Linked DNA regions of Mus musculus: regions 2 and 3 are each linked to region 1. The links are chromatin contacts, called in public HiChIP or PLAC-seq maps. All regions are on one chromosome and are shown on one strand. Each heading gives the region's core, a stretch centred on a gene start, on an enhancer-like site or on the middle of the called end of the contact. The rest is flanking DNA. Distances are from core to core; before and after follow the strand shown.

The links. HiChIP or PLAC-seq counts read pairs in DNA pulled down with a chosen protein or histone mark.
Region 2: a contact with region 1 is called in an Esrrb HiChIP or PLAC-seq map of embryonic stem cells, with 6 times the contacts expected there. The contact joins two enhancer-like sites. A contact is called at or near these places in 3 of 115 datasets of contacts at active chromatin or transcription factors (embryonic stem cells and pancreatic cancer cells) and 1 of 9 other capture datasets (embryonic stem cells).
Region 3: a contact with region 1 is called in an H3K27ac HiChIP or PLAC-seq map of embryonic stem cells, with 3 times the contacts expected there. The contact joins two enhancer-like sites. A contact is called at or near these places in 1 of 484 Hi-C or Micro-C datasets (the CH12 cell line) and 2 of 115 datasets of contacts at active chromatin or transcription factors (both in embryonic stem cells).

The regions. Positions count from the first base shown.
Region 1 is chr7:81,180,649-81,184,781 of GRCm38.p6, reverse strand. No RefSeq gene overlaps it. Among named protein-coding and RNA genes, the nearest start is that of Gm44968, 24 kb to the left of the region's middle. Within about 2 kb of position 1,766, at least 58 of the 459 cell types and tissues checked have an H3K27ac peak or open chromatin away from gene starts, as enhancers often do. A contact at or near this core is called in embryonic stem cells, where this site is marked.
Region 2 is chr7:80,886,516-80,890,688 of GRCm38.p6, reverse strand. No RefSeq gene overlaps it. Among named protein-coding and RNA genes, the nearest start is that of Gm32112, 4.8 kb to the left of the region's middle. Within about 2 kb of position 1,293, at least 248 of the 459 cell types and tissues checked have an H3K27ac peak or open chromatin away from gene starts, as enhancers often do. A contact at or near this core is called in embryonic stem cells, where this site is marked.
Region 3 is chr7:81,597,042-81,601,440 of GRCm38.p6, reverse strand. It overlaps Homer2 (homer scaffolding protein 2), which reads left to right. Exons shown (of 9, transcript NM_001164086.1): 9 at 1-960. Among named protein-coding and RNA genes, the nearest start is that of Gm44570, 11 kb to the left of the region's middle. Within about 2 kb of position 1,875, at least 28 of the 459 cell types and tissues checked have an H3K27ac peak or open chromatin away from gene starts, as enhancers often do. A contact at or near this core is called in embryonic stem cells, where this site is marked.

The DNA.
Region 1 (4,133 bases), core at 517-3,016:
AAATCAAGTCCCTATTGGCCCAGTTTCCCCCCACCTCACTATTCCATGTTATTGTCAGAACTTGTCCAAAATGGCAATAACCCTCCACCTTTGGGAATATAAAGTAACTACCAGGTAAATTAGGAATTGGTTATGACCTTGAATGGTAACCAAGCAGGGCATCCTAATATATAAAGTTCTATTCCCTCCATTCCTGTACCATCATATCTCTAGGCCCCTGTGTAATCTAATCCAGAACTTTATCCCACAATGACGACCCCTCTGGAGTTCACATGTTCAACATGCAAGCCCCAAGGGTTGAGAACTTCAGCAGCGATCAGTGGTCTCTCCTCAGTCTTTTTCCTAAGAACTCTGCTCTTCTGAGAACCCTGCTAAGGCCATATCCAGTTTTTAGCCCCATTACATCATCTTGGTTACACCCATGAGGTCATCTTTACCACACTATGCTCTGGCTTCATTGCAGACTTGCCTGTGACTCACAAGCTGCCTGTGTTGGGATACAGAATAGTTAAAATCAGGTCTGGGGGATTTCTGCAACTTTGCTGTGAGTTACTTGATGAACAATTGAAAGAACTAAAGGTCTTGGCCTCCAAGAGGGGGACCCTAGATGGCCACCATCTTTAAACAGTTGATGAGGACTCATTGACAAGATGGCTAAACTTTGCTTGCTGCCAAGCCTGAAGACTTAAGTTTGATCCCATGGTGGAAGAAGAGAACTGTCTTCTGCAAGTTGCCCTCTGACCTCCACATATGCCCATACACTCACCCTCATGTAGATAAACAGATCAAAGTAATTTTTAATTTAAAATTTAAAAAATTGTACAAAAATTGTCAAAGAATTATCATGAAACTAGAATATTCTTACATCTATAAGAGGCAGGTATGATGGTAGAGGGCTGCAATCCAAATACTGGGCAGGCTGAGACAGGAGGATATCCCTGACTTTGAGGACAGCTTGTTCTACCTAATAAGTACCTGGTCAGAATGAGACCCTGTTTCAAAAGATAGATAAACAAACAAACAAACAAATAAAACAGGGGTATCTATAAGATTTGGCTTTTTAAAATTAACAAAAAAGGGCTGGAGAGATGGCTCAGTGGATAAGAGCACTGACTGTTCTTTCAGAGGTCCTGAGTTCAATTCCCAGCAACCACACGGTGGCTCACAACCAATTGTAATAGGATCTGATGCCCTCTTCTGGTGTGTCTGAAGAAAGGGACAGTGTACTCATGTACATTAAATAAATAAATAAATAAATAAATAAATAAACCTTTAATGAATAAATAAAATCAATCAACAAAACATTACTTTGGTAACTAGAGAAAAAGAACATCAAAGTTACAGCCAGGAGGGGAGCTTGAACAAGCTAGAAGAGCAAACCAGATCAAACCAGATCAGAACTCTTTGTGATGTAAAACCAAACCCAAGAAGGTCTAAGATGCAGAATTCTCCAGTGCAGAATGGCTCTCACTGAGAGGGTCTTGTCTTTGGTGGGATTTAAGCAAAGAATAAATAGCCATGTGAGTCCAGCACTGCCAGAGAAGGCTGCCTAAGTGAGCCCTTTAACAGTGTCCTCTCATTACAAAGAGAGAAGTTTTCTTCCATTTGCTGGGGTTAAAGGAAACTTCTGGAAAGAATTCAGCCTTCCAGTCTGTACATACTGGGAGACCCTGTCTCAAAACCAAAACTCAGTCAACAATTCAGCTCTCGTCAGCCTCAAAGCAAAGCTGAACAAGCAAGCTGCAGGGAGGGCAGGGGTGAGCTCAGCTCACAGACAGCCCCGTGCTGGTGACTCAGCTCTGAGCTCTCAGTCTCTGGGTTTTATAATTCATATTCTTTTTCATGAATCTGAAAGGCCATTGGCAAAAATATGGACTTGGCTCTTCCCAGGTCAGGCACTGGTCCTGTTTGATCAGTGAATCACTCTTATGAGAGGAATCTTACAGTTAAAATACAAAGCAAAACCCCAAACAAAATATGGTGACAGACACCCGCCATGTCATGGGTGTAAAGTTCTCAGAAGTACTGGGAGTCGGGGGTGTGGTCACCCTCAAAATGATGCTTAAGGTCCCATCTAAAAACTTGGGTCTCACTAGCTGTGAGTCATGGTAACTCGTGCCGATGATGCTTACCACATGGTTGGAAAGAGGTCAGGTCTCATTCCCATTCATCCGAAGGCATGAGCTGGAGTTAGTGAGGAGAAGCATCGGTGAGAATGGAGCCATAGGAAGAAGACAGAAAGACACCAGTGCGGACCTGGAGCATCATTGTCAAGGTCGGAGAGACTCCAGGCTAAATTATAAGTTGTCCACACATGATTCTCTTCCATGACAATTTCAAAATAGACTTTTAGGAGCTTGGTGTGGTGGCACACAGCTGCAATCCCAGCACTCAGGAAGCCAAGACAAAAGAGTTGAGTTTGAAGCCAGTCTGAACACACGCACAGTGTGATTCTCTCAAGAACATTAAATAGGGTTAAAGAGATGATGGTTCAGCGGTTAAGAGCACGGACTTCTCTTCCAGAGGTCCTGAGTTCAATTCCCACAACTATCTGTAACAGAAGCTGATGCCCTCTTCTGGTGTGTCTGAAGACAGTGTCAGTGTACTCATCATATACATAAAATACATAAATAAATCTTAAAAAAAAAAAAAAAGAACATAGATGCCAGCAAGATGCTCAGCCCATGAAGGTGCCTGCCAACACACCTGGCGAAGGGAGTTTGATCCCTGAGACTCACGTGGTAGAAGGAGAGAACCAGCCCCTGCAAGATGTCCTCTGACCTGCATGCCCCTGACATGGCGGGTGTGTATCCACACAACAAAATAAAAAAATAAAAAGATTCAATAAAGTAAGCTTTTACATTTTACAAGTTTAGATTTACAAAAAGGGGTTGTTCAAACAATCCAGAGTTCCCATGGGCCCCAGCCCCCACATTGTTAATGCCAGGCTTCACTGTGTGCTAGACTGAATTTCATGCTCCAGGTGGTCGTATCAGGGAGTAGGGCCTCTGGGCAGAGGTTATATAATGAAAGCAGACCCTCCGTGAATAGCTTAGTATCCTCATAAGAGGCCTGGGTGAGTTAGATCACAGGCTTTCCCCACCCTTCGAGGACACAGCAGGATGGCTATGTTTGAAAACCTCACCATCACCAGATGCTAGATCTGATCTTGGAATTTAAAGGCTTGACAATGATGAGAAGAAATTTTCTGTGCTTTGTAAGCTATACAGTTTGCGTTCGTTTTGTTATAGCTTCCCAAGCTTGCCAATGAAGCATTAGAAATACGTTATGTAGGAGCTGAACTCCATATTTGACTTGGATTTCACTAACCTTTTCCTGATGTATGGGAGGCACAGAGGTTCTTGTACTCACAGCACTAGATCAAATGGATTGAGACCCCTTTAAGGGTTAAATGGCCTTTTCACAGGAGTCACCTAAGACCATTGGAAAACACAGATATTTACATTATGATTCATATCAGTAGCAAGACTAGTTATAAAGTAGCAATGAAATAATTTTATGGTTGGGGATCACCATGACATGAGGTTCTATATTAAAGGGATGCAGCAATAGGAAGGCTGAGAGCCATTGAACTAGGGTAACCAGGAATTTTAAACAACACAAGGTTAATAGCCTGGTGACCTTTGTACTATCTGTATGGCTGAGACTATATCAGATGCTCTCCCAGACTCTTATCCTGAGTGTGTCAATCTATGGAACCCATCTCTATGGAAGGAGTCACATGTAGTCAATCTATAGAACCCATCATTATGGAAGGAGTCACGTGTGCTTCAAAAAGAGTTTTGAGATAGTCACACCTTAAGTTTTGTTGTGACATGGGCATGGGTTAATTAACACACTCACTCTTTCACCAAACTGTGCCGTGCTTAAATATGCATGAAATAAACAGCTCCAGGTCAGACCAAGTTTGAACCAACGCCGGCTACTTAGTTGTATTAAACTGAACTGCCTTCTCGCCTCTGGCTGATCATTACTCTGCTGGTCATGGTGGCTGGAGAGACCCACACACACTGGTGTGTTTGTCCAGGATCTCGGGCAGGACGCCTGTATCAGTCTCCTAGGGCTGCCTTAGTCCAGTGCCATAACATTGTTACAACAACAGAGGTGTATCC
Region 2 (4,173 bases), core at 44-2,543, 290 kb after region 1:
CAGATGGTTGTGTGCCATCGTGTGGTTGCTGGGAATTGAATTTAGGACCTCTGTTCGCTCCAGTCAGCCCCGCTCACTCTGGCCCAAAGATTTATTATTATTATAAGTTAAGTACACTGTAGCTGTCTTCAGACACACCAGAAGAGGGAGTCAGATCTCATTACGGATGGTTGTGAGCCACCATGTGGTTGCTAGGATTTGAACTCACGACCTCTGGAAGAGCAGTCGGTGTTCTTAACCTCTGAGACATCTCTCCAGCCCCCATTGTTCACTTTTTTTTTTTTTTTTTTCCTTTTTGGTTTTTCAAGACAGGGTTTCTCTGTGTAGCCCTGGCTGTCCTGGAACTCACTCTGTAGACCAGGCTGGCCTCGAACTCAGAAATCCGCCTGCTTCTGCCTCCCGGGTGCTTCACAACAGGATCACGTTCAGAGTTTGGGAAGCATCCTCTGTCATCCTCGCCCCCCCGCCCCGAAGCTCACCCCGCGGCTCCCTCTACTCTGTTCAGTGGTGACACACTGATAGCTTGAAGTTGGCCTTGGTGGGAGGATTTACATCTCAGAAGCTGGCAGATATTACAAAGCAGATATCCGGGTTACAGCAGCCCAGCTGCACGCTAGTATTTCACTGGGAAAGCTGAGTAATTTAGAAGTCGGTTGTGAATGTAGAAGGTGCTTTGCTGAACTGTATCAGCCAGGGCCCGACCAGGAAGTGCAGACGCACACCCGCACACCCACGGGGTGACTGAGCTGCAGTTTGGGGCTGCAGAGGAAGTGAAGGAAGGGAAGCTTGCTAAGGTAGGTTCACAGCTGCAGGAAGTCGGGGCCAGAGGCCTCCAGGTAAGAACTGCAGGTGTCTTGTCTGACCAGAGCCCAGTTCCTAGGCCCAGAGAAAAGAGGGCCAACTGCTACAGAAAGTAGAGTGACAGGAGATCGGGATGGGCTCAGAGATTCACAGAGGCGACACAGACTTCCCTTCAGATGAGCTATGTGAGGAAAAGCCACCGATGGTGGTGGTGGGGAAAGCATTAGCTGAAGGAGAACACCAGGACTATGTGGGCCTTAAAGACTGTGAGAGCCTTCCCTTCAAGTCCCTGGACAGTGGAGTTAGGACACTGTCTGTAGCTGGCTCTGTTTCGTTTTCTTTTTTAGTTCTACATCTTGTGACCTAGCCTAGCCAGGTCTGTGTGCTGGGAGTCAGGAGAGCACAGGCAAAAACAAGCTAGAATTCAGTGCATTGTTCCCTCCCTCACTCCTCCCTCCCACCCCCAGGCTAGGGAAAGGGGCGGGGCTAGGCATGCTTACAGCGGCTGGTGGGAGGGAGACTGTTAGGCTCTGTCCCAGAGAGAGGGAGAGGGGCTGGGTTTGGAGGCAGCTGTGGAAACAGTGATGCTGTAGGCTCCATCTGTCTCACTTAGCCATTCCTGAATGCCATGCCGCACCAGCCTAGGTGTTATAACGAGATGCTGAACTGTATCCATAGGGCCTCCATTAGAGAAGGGGCGCATGGCCTGCAGCATGGGCCCAGTCACACACGGGCCTGGAGAGAGTAGGCTCGCACAGGGAAGGTGACAGTTGAGTTGTATCCTGTGTTCGGGCAGAAGGGACATCATTGTTAAGGACAGAGCCCCTACCCTAGGAGTAAATGGGAATACAACTGAGAAAGCGGGCTTGGGGTCTGTCAGTGAGGCATGCAGGGGCATGGAGGGTGGTCCTAGATTGTGCTAGGCAGCAGGAAGAGTGAGCACGCAGACACAGATGCACTTAACACACAGAGCCGAACACAGCTGGTCAGACACATGGCTGTCCTTGGACAAAATGGATGGCAGGAAACGAACCAACCCAGAGGACAGATTGTGCGGGTGCCTGCCTGGACCGGACTGTACCTACAGCAGGCAAAGTCCCAGGGACTCAGCAAGGACACTGAGGTCAGGGCTACAAGAGGGGGGATGGGAATGATTGTCTAATAGATGAGGAATCTTAGGCTTGGAGCTGGAAAGGTGACTCAGAGGCTAAGAGCTCCTGGTGCTCTTGGAGAGGACCCGGCACCCACACCTGTCTGTACCTCACTCCAGAGGGATCCACCGCCCTCTTCTGCCCTCTGCAGGCACCTGTGTGCACACATACACATAAATAATTTTTTAAAAATCTTTAAAAGGCATTCTAAAATAAATCTATGCCACTTTTGTTTTCTGCCCTTGGAAGAAACAAAAATTCTAACTTAATTTCTGGAATATTCCTTTTAAAAATGATCTCCGGGGCTGGAGAGATGGCTCAGCGGTTAAGAGCACTGACTGCTCTTCCGAAGGTCCTGAGTTCAAATCCCAGCAACCACATAGTGGCTCACAACCATCCGTAATGAGATCTGGCGCCCTCTTCTGGAGTGTCTGAAGACAGCTACAGTGTACTTATATACATACAATAAATAAATAAATCTTTTTTAAAAAATGATCTCCAATGACAGGTGTTCTGAAGTCTCGAAGGCTGCAAATAGCCATCCATTGAAAGTACTGGACTGGAAAGAGAAAACTGAATAGAGCCAGGTCTCCGAGGAAGCCAGATGCTCTATAGACAGTGCTGCTGTCGGCCCCTGCTAAGCAATGTGTAGAGCACCATGTCCCAGGAGTGTGCAGGTTAGGTGTGAAGCTTTCTAAAGTGCTCTCAGAGGCCAGGCCTGGTGGCCTAGCCCTCCATCCCAGCAGGTGGACACCTCTGTGTGGTCTACACACTGAGTGCTGGGCCAGTCAGGGCTACAGAGTAAAGTTCCTGTCTCAAAATACAAAGTAGCATGAAGACATTTTGTAACCCAATTATTTATCATTTATTTATATGATGTGTGTGTGTGTTTTATATGTGCACAGGCTGAAGCATGCCTGTGGAGATCAGAGGGCACAGGGCACCTTGGGTACTGGTCCCCGTCTTCCACTGTGTTTGAGGCAGGCTCTCTTCTGGTTCACTGCTGTATACTCAGGCCGCCTGGCCCTTGAGCTTCTGGGATTCTCCCATCTGCTCCCACCAAGCCAAAGGTGCAAGGATTACAGATGCACACACTGTGCCTGGGGGGCAAACTCAGGGCCACATGTTTGCCAGAAGCTCTCCTCCCTCTGAGCCATCTCCCCAGCTCTTTAGAAAGTGTGTGTGTGTGTGTGTGTGTGTGTGTGTGTGTGTGTGTGTGCGCGCGCGCACGTGCAGTCACATGTGAATTGCCTTGTCATAGGGCACATAAGGAGGTCAGAGGGCACCGAGGTAGCAGTCCTCACCTTCTGCCTTACCTGAGACAGGCGTTCTCTGTTCTTTTCTCACTGTGTACACCTGGCTCCGTGGCCCAGTGTTTTACCCACTGAGCCATCTCCCCAGCCCTAAATTCTTAAACTCAAAGAACTTCTGGAATACTCAAGCAACAAAGCCCAACAAAATGGTGTTTTCAACAGACAAGTTTCATCTGCGAGGGCTCTTCCTGCTCTGTGTCCGTGCTGTTATTAGAAAGAGACAAGAAGGCATGATGGTGCACGCCTTTAATCCCAACACTTGGGAGGCAGAGGCAGGCAGATTTCTGAGTTTGAGGCCAGCCTGGTCTACAGAATGAATTCCAGGACAGCCAGAGTTACACAGAGAAACCCTGTCTCAAACAAACAAACAAACAAACAGAAACAGACAAGAAGACACCTTTGCTATGGAGTAAAGAAAACCCCTTCGAATAAATAGTCTTTGTGAGCCACCCTGCTCTTGTAGTTGGTGGAGAGCTTGGTTGCGCTGTATTTCAGGATAGGAGGTAAATATTTCCCCAGAACCTATCCCCCTGACTAGCAACTCAGGGTCCCTAATTCTGCCCTTGGGGCTGTGTCTCTTACTGTTCCAAGCACTCTGGAGAGGAGAGCTTACCCCGATCTTCTCCGCTACCCAAAGGTTGGGACCCAGCCTCTGGGTCCCTGAAGTCTCCTCTGACCCTTTGTTTCCATACCATTCACCCTTTGGTGCTGCTCCCTAGGAGTCCCCTGTGGCAGAGAAGGCTTCCTAGCACCTCTAAAGCATCAAAGATGTCAGCAAGCACCCAGGAAGACTCATCGGGAGGGTCTTAGCCTCAAAGGTGCTTGCTTCTGGCTTCGCAGCAGTTGGGCTGCAGGCTTTTGAATCAGTAGTGATGCTGTTCCCGGGTCCATGGTGCTAAAACTTGTAG
Region 3 (4,399 bases), core at 626-3,125, 420 kb before region 1:
TTAAAAAGTTTTCCATATTCATTGGTCTCTTCAAAGTTTCCTCTCATTCTGTAAGACTTTTGACAATTTAACTTTTACTAAATGATGATGTCGTCCAGGTTTTTGGGGTATGTTGACGTAGGATTGTATTATTTCCCCTTAGTGTTGTATGTCTCTGCTTCCCATTTTTATTCTGATTATTTTTTCAATAATTAGTCCATTTTTATTCGTCTTTTCAAAAAACCAGCTTTGGGATTTCTATGTCTATTTCCAGATTTATCATTTTATGATTGTTGTTTTTCCCTTGGCATTTCTCCAGCTTTCCATGTTACAGGCCATGCTGACTTCTTGCACAGAGACAGGGTAGCTCTTGCTGTAGGCCTGTGACCTTTCCTCTGAGTATATCTGTATCCCATAAATGTTTATATATGATGTGATTGTCATAAATAACTCATCCCTTCAAACTGGAGTTTATCTTTTACTGAGGAGAGAGTTGAAATTATACTTTTAGACTTCCTGATCGTTTGTCTTTGTTGCTGTTGTTTTTAACTTTGTTACAGACTCTGCTTTATCGCCTGTTGTCAAGGAGGGTATGGCTTGTACAACTTGTGCATTTCGGAGTTCATTAACATTTTGTTGAGACCTAATAAATTTTTAGTTTTAATAAGATACCCAGGAAGTTGTAGAAGGTATATTCTTTGAAAGCAACAATATTTGATCTATGTATATTAATTTGACTTTACTAAATATACTATTATGGACTTTAAATTTTATTTTCTTAATTCATTAAAGACTAAGAAAGGCGTGTTCCCATGATCACTGTCTGTCAGCCCTTCTCCTATGTGTCTAACGCCTTCTTCTGTATCTGTTGCCATAGAAAATGACCCTTTTATATGTAAGGGAAAATTGTTTTCCTAAAGACCTGTGTCCGTTGGGTTTACCTGGCTTTGTTGTAATAGAGTTGTTTATGTAGAAATACGATCTCCGGCTCAGTGTAATCTCTGTGCTTTTAAGCTAACAGGAGCCTTTGGGAAGTCCTTTGTGCCTCAAGATGTTTTGGAAATACATGATGCCCTCTAGATGTCCTTCCGGAGCTACCCAGAGGGCAGTCTGGGCAGAGGCCCCCTTGCTTTGGGAGCAGAGTGGGGCTTCTTTTGAACTTGTAAACATCTCACTTTCTGTTTAGGGGCAGCCGCTTACACAGGGATGCTTACAGAATGGAGGGCTACCCCACAGCTTGCTGCGTTTCTGCCACACTATGACTCCTTGCCCTGCATATGATGGAGTTTTCTTGTGGAGGGACTAGCTTTCTGAGAGAGGCAGTGAGAATGGATGCCTGTTGCCTGGATACAGGAGAAAAAAAAAGCCAACCTCAGTGATACAGCCTACTAGAGCAGACCTTTCCAGAAGAATTTCAACGGGCTCTGCACGCAGCGGAGTCTGCACCAGGCACAGAAGCACCTTTCCCCAAATGTGTGGGAGGTGTGGCTCCCAGCCCTCGCTCAGAAATGGAAGACATATGACCTGTTGTGCCTTCATTTTCTATTTTAAGCCCTGTTGTACCAGGCTCATGAAATTCTAGGTTTGGTCTTTCTCTCAAGGTGTGTCTTTGATGGTCTGGGAAGGGCTTCAGGAGTGAGGGAGCATGGGTGATGCACAGGTATGCAGCAGGCCTTTAGATCAGCTGATCACACCGTTTCTCAAGTTTCTCCTTCCTGGTCTTATCTGACCTCTGACTATTCCTTTACTTCTCCTGGTTTGTGTTGTTTATTGGGTTTCTGCTTCTCGGGCCAAGATCTTTGCCCTAAGGTCTTTCCTTCCTGGCAGCCTGGAGGTGTACCCAAGCCATTTTCAAAGAACTTCTGAACTTTGCATACTGCCTTGAGGGTGTTCACACTGCCCCACCTACATTCCAAAGCTGTGCCCTTCCTAGGGCTTCACATGAGATGCTGGCCTGTGCTTAGCATATCTCCTCTCTCCCAGGGCTGCTGTGGTCTCTGCCTGCTTGATGGTCCCCTCTCTCCATAATCTCCATTTCCTGGCTGCTCTTACACAAAGCTGCCAGTTTACAAAACCCTGAGTAAATCAGCTTCCAAACCCAGTTCTTCTACCCCATAAGCTCATGCTGGAAGGCCTGGATGCTGCATTTTCTCTGTGTCCTTTATTCATGCGGCTCCTGAATCTTGGAATGCTCTCTGTTCAATCCCACAGGCTAAAGTCCCGTGAAATCCAACCACTCCCGTGGGCTTCTTACCCTCTGAATAACTCTTACCGTATATAATAGGAGTTTGTTTTGTTTAGACAGTTTTGAGTATCCCAGGCTGGTCTTGACCTCCGTCCTCTCACTTTTGTGGGTTGTGTTAGTATTCTTTTAGTATTAATCCTCTATGTTTTTGTAAGGTGGACCTCACATATCACAGCCTGTGTGGAGGCCAGAGGACAGCTTGCAGCAGTTACTCCTTTCCTACCACCATGTTAAATCCGAGAGTGAGGAGAAAAGAACAAATCCATGACTATCCAGTTAAAGCCAGATGTATTGGGGGTGCGTGTGAGACTGGTCAGCCCTATGTCTCACTCTAAGTCAGGGTTTGAGAGAGCAGCCCCTGCCCTCCTCTTGAGGTCCTTTTTATAGGAAAGAGAAGGTGTTCACAGGGGCAAGAGTTGGCTGTTACACATCATTGGAAAGATACCACGAGAGGGAAAGAATAAGGCAGATAATATGTAACATAATGGAATATAATGGAAATGGGGGTGAGAGTTTAGTGTAGCTTGAAAGCCATGCAGTTTACATCAGATTTAAGAAACAGGAACTTAATGACAAATAGGAACCTTAATTTGGAAATAGGAAACTTAACACAGGCACTTATTCTTTGAACTACAAACAGAAACTTTAACCTGCACAGGACACACGGAAACTTCCTTTTCAGTGTCTGAACTGCAAACAGAACCCCTAACCTGCAGTATATTTTTCCTGCTTTGGTCTCACACATGTGGCTCCAGGGATGAGCTCAGGTTGACAAGCTTGGTGGCATGTGTCTTTATCCACTGAGCCATCTAACCTGGCCTGATGTTAAAACTTAATGTGTATGTTTGTATGTGTGCCTGTGTGAATTTATGTGCATCATGTGCATACAAGTGGCCACGGAAGCCAGAAGAGGGTGTCAGATCCCCTGGAGCTAGACTGACAGCAGGTTGTGAGCCGCGCAATCCAGGTCATCTGCATCAACAGATGCTCTTCCTCCCTGAGCATCCGTAGGGGCTCAGATGTTAGAGCTTGTTAGGGTGGTCTCAGCCGCTGCTCTCTGGGTCATCAGCCCACTTCAGAAGGGCCTCCGTGGACTGCCTGGCAATCTGTCTTCTACCTGTGACTATTAAAAGGCAAAGGGGCTTATAGGAGGTTACCTGTATGATCTGGACAGATCCTATGTACGCAATCTGCTCTGGCAGAGTTCAGAGGATGCCACCAGTGTGCATGGTCACCCCAGGACCAGACTCCATATCCCCAGTCCAACCAGCTGGGTAGAAAGCAGGGCCCCACTAGTCTATTCACTTATCTTTGAACTGAGTCTTGCCTGTCCTAGGCTTGCCTAGGGCTTATGACATAGCCAGGGATGGTGTAGAACTCTGGACCCTTACAGTGCTACAATTATAGGTATGCACCAGTAAGCCTGGCAGTATGCCAGGCTAGGAATTAAATTCAGGGCTTCATGTGTGTTAGGCAAGCACTCTACCAACTAAGCAATTCCAGTCACTTAAGCTTCAGAGCAAGACTATGTGGGACAGAGGCAAGCAGTGTGGGGACTGGGTTCAGACCTGCAGTGGAGCAGGGAGCTGCCCAGGGGCAGCAGCCAGTTCTCCAGGAGTCAGGATCAGGCAGCAGGGCTGACCCTCAACTTATATATCAAGCCTCAGTGCTTTGGAAACCACTGGGAGTTCAGACTACAGGGGGTACACTGTGTCCTCCACAGTCCTGAATTCCAGGTCAGAGGATGGGTTACTTGAGGGCTTGGCTGAAGGGCAGGTAAGGGACGTGAGCGAGGGAAGGTTCTAGAAGTTTGCAGTACTAAAACACCATCGAATCAGGAACTTTGGGAGAACTCGTTTGTGACAAGTGCCACTTTTTGAAAGCTTCTCAAAGCCCTTGGCAAAAGCAAGCTACGAGCTAATCCAAACCTGATGTAGCTTCCCGGCACCCTGTAATACTGAAATTGTAATACAGAATGGGAGCAAAAAACCAACTGAAAGATGAGCAGTGCCCTGCGCAACTGTGATTTGTCTGGTTTTTCAAATACCAAATTCAGTCCAGAGGAGCAGGAGGCCTAAAGGCGACCAAAGACAGCCCTGAACCTGTGAGAGAGCAGTACAGAGGCAGTGAGAGGCACATTCCCCAAACCAGATATCAGAGCCAGGCTGGCAAAGA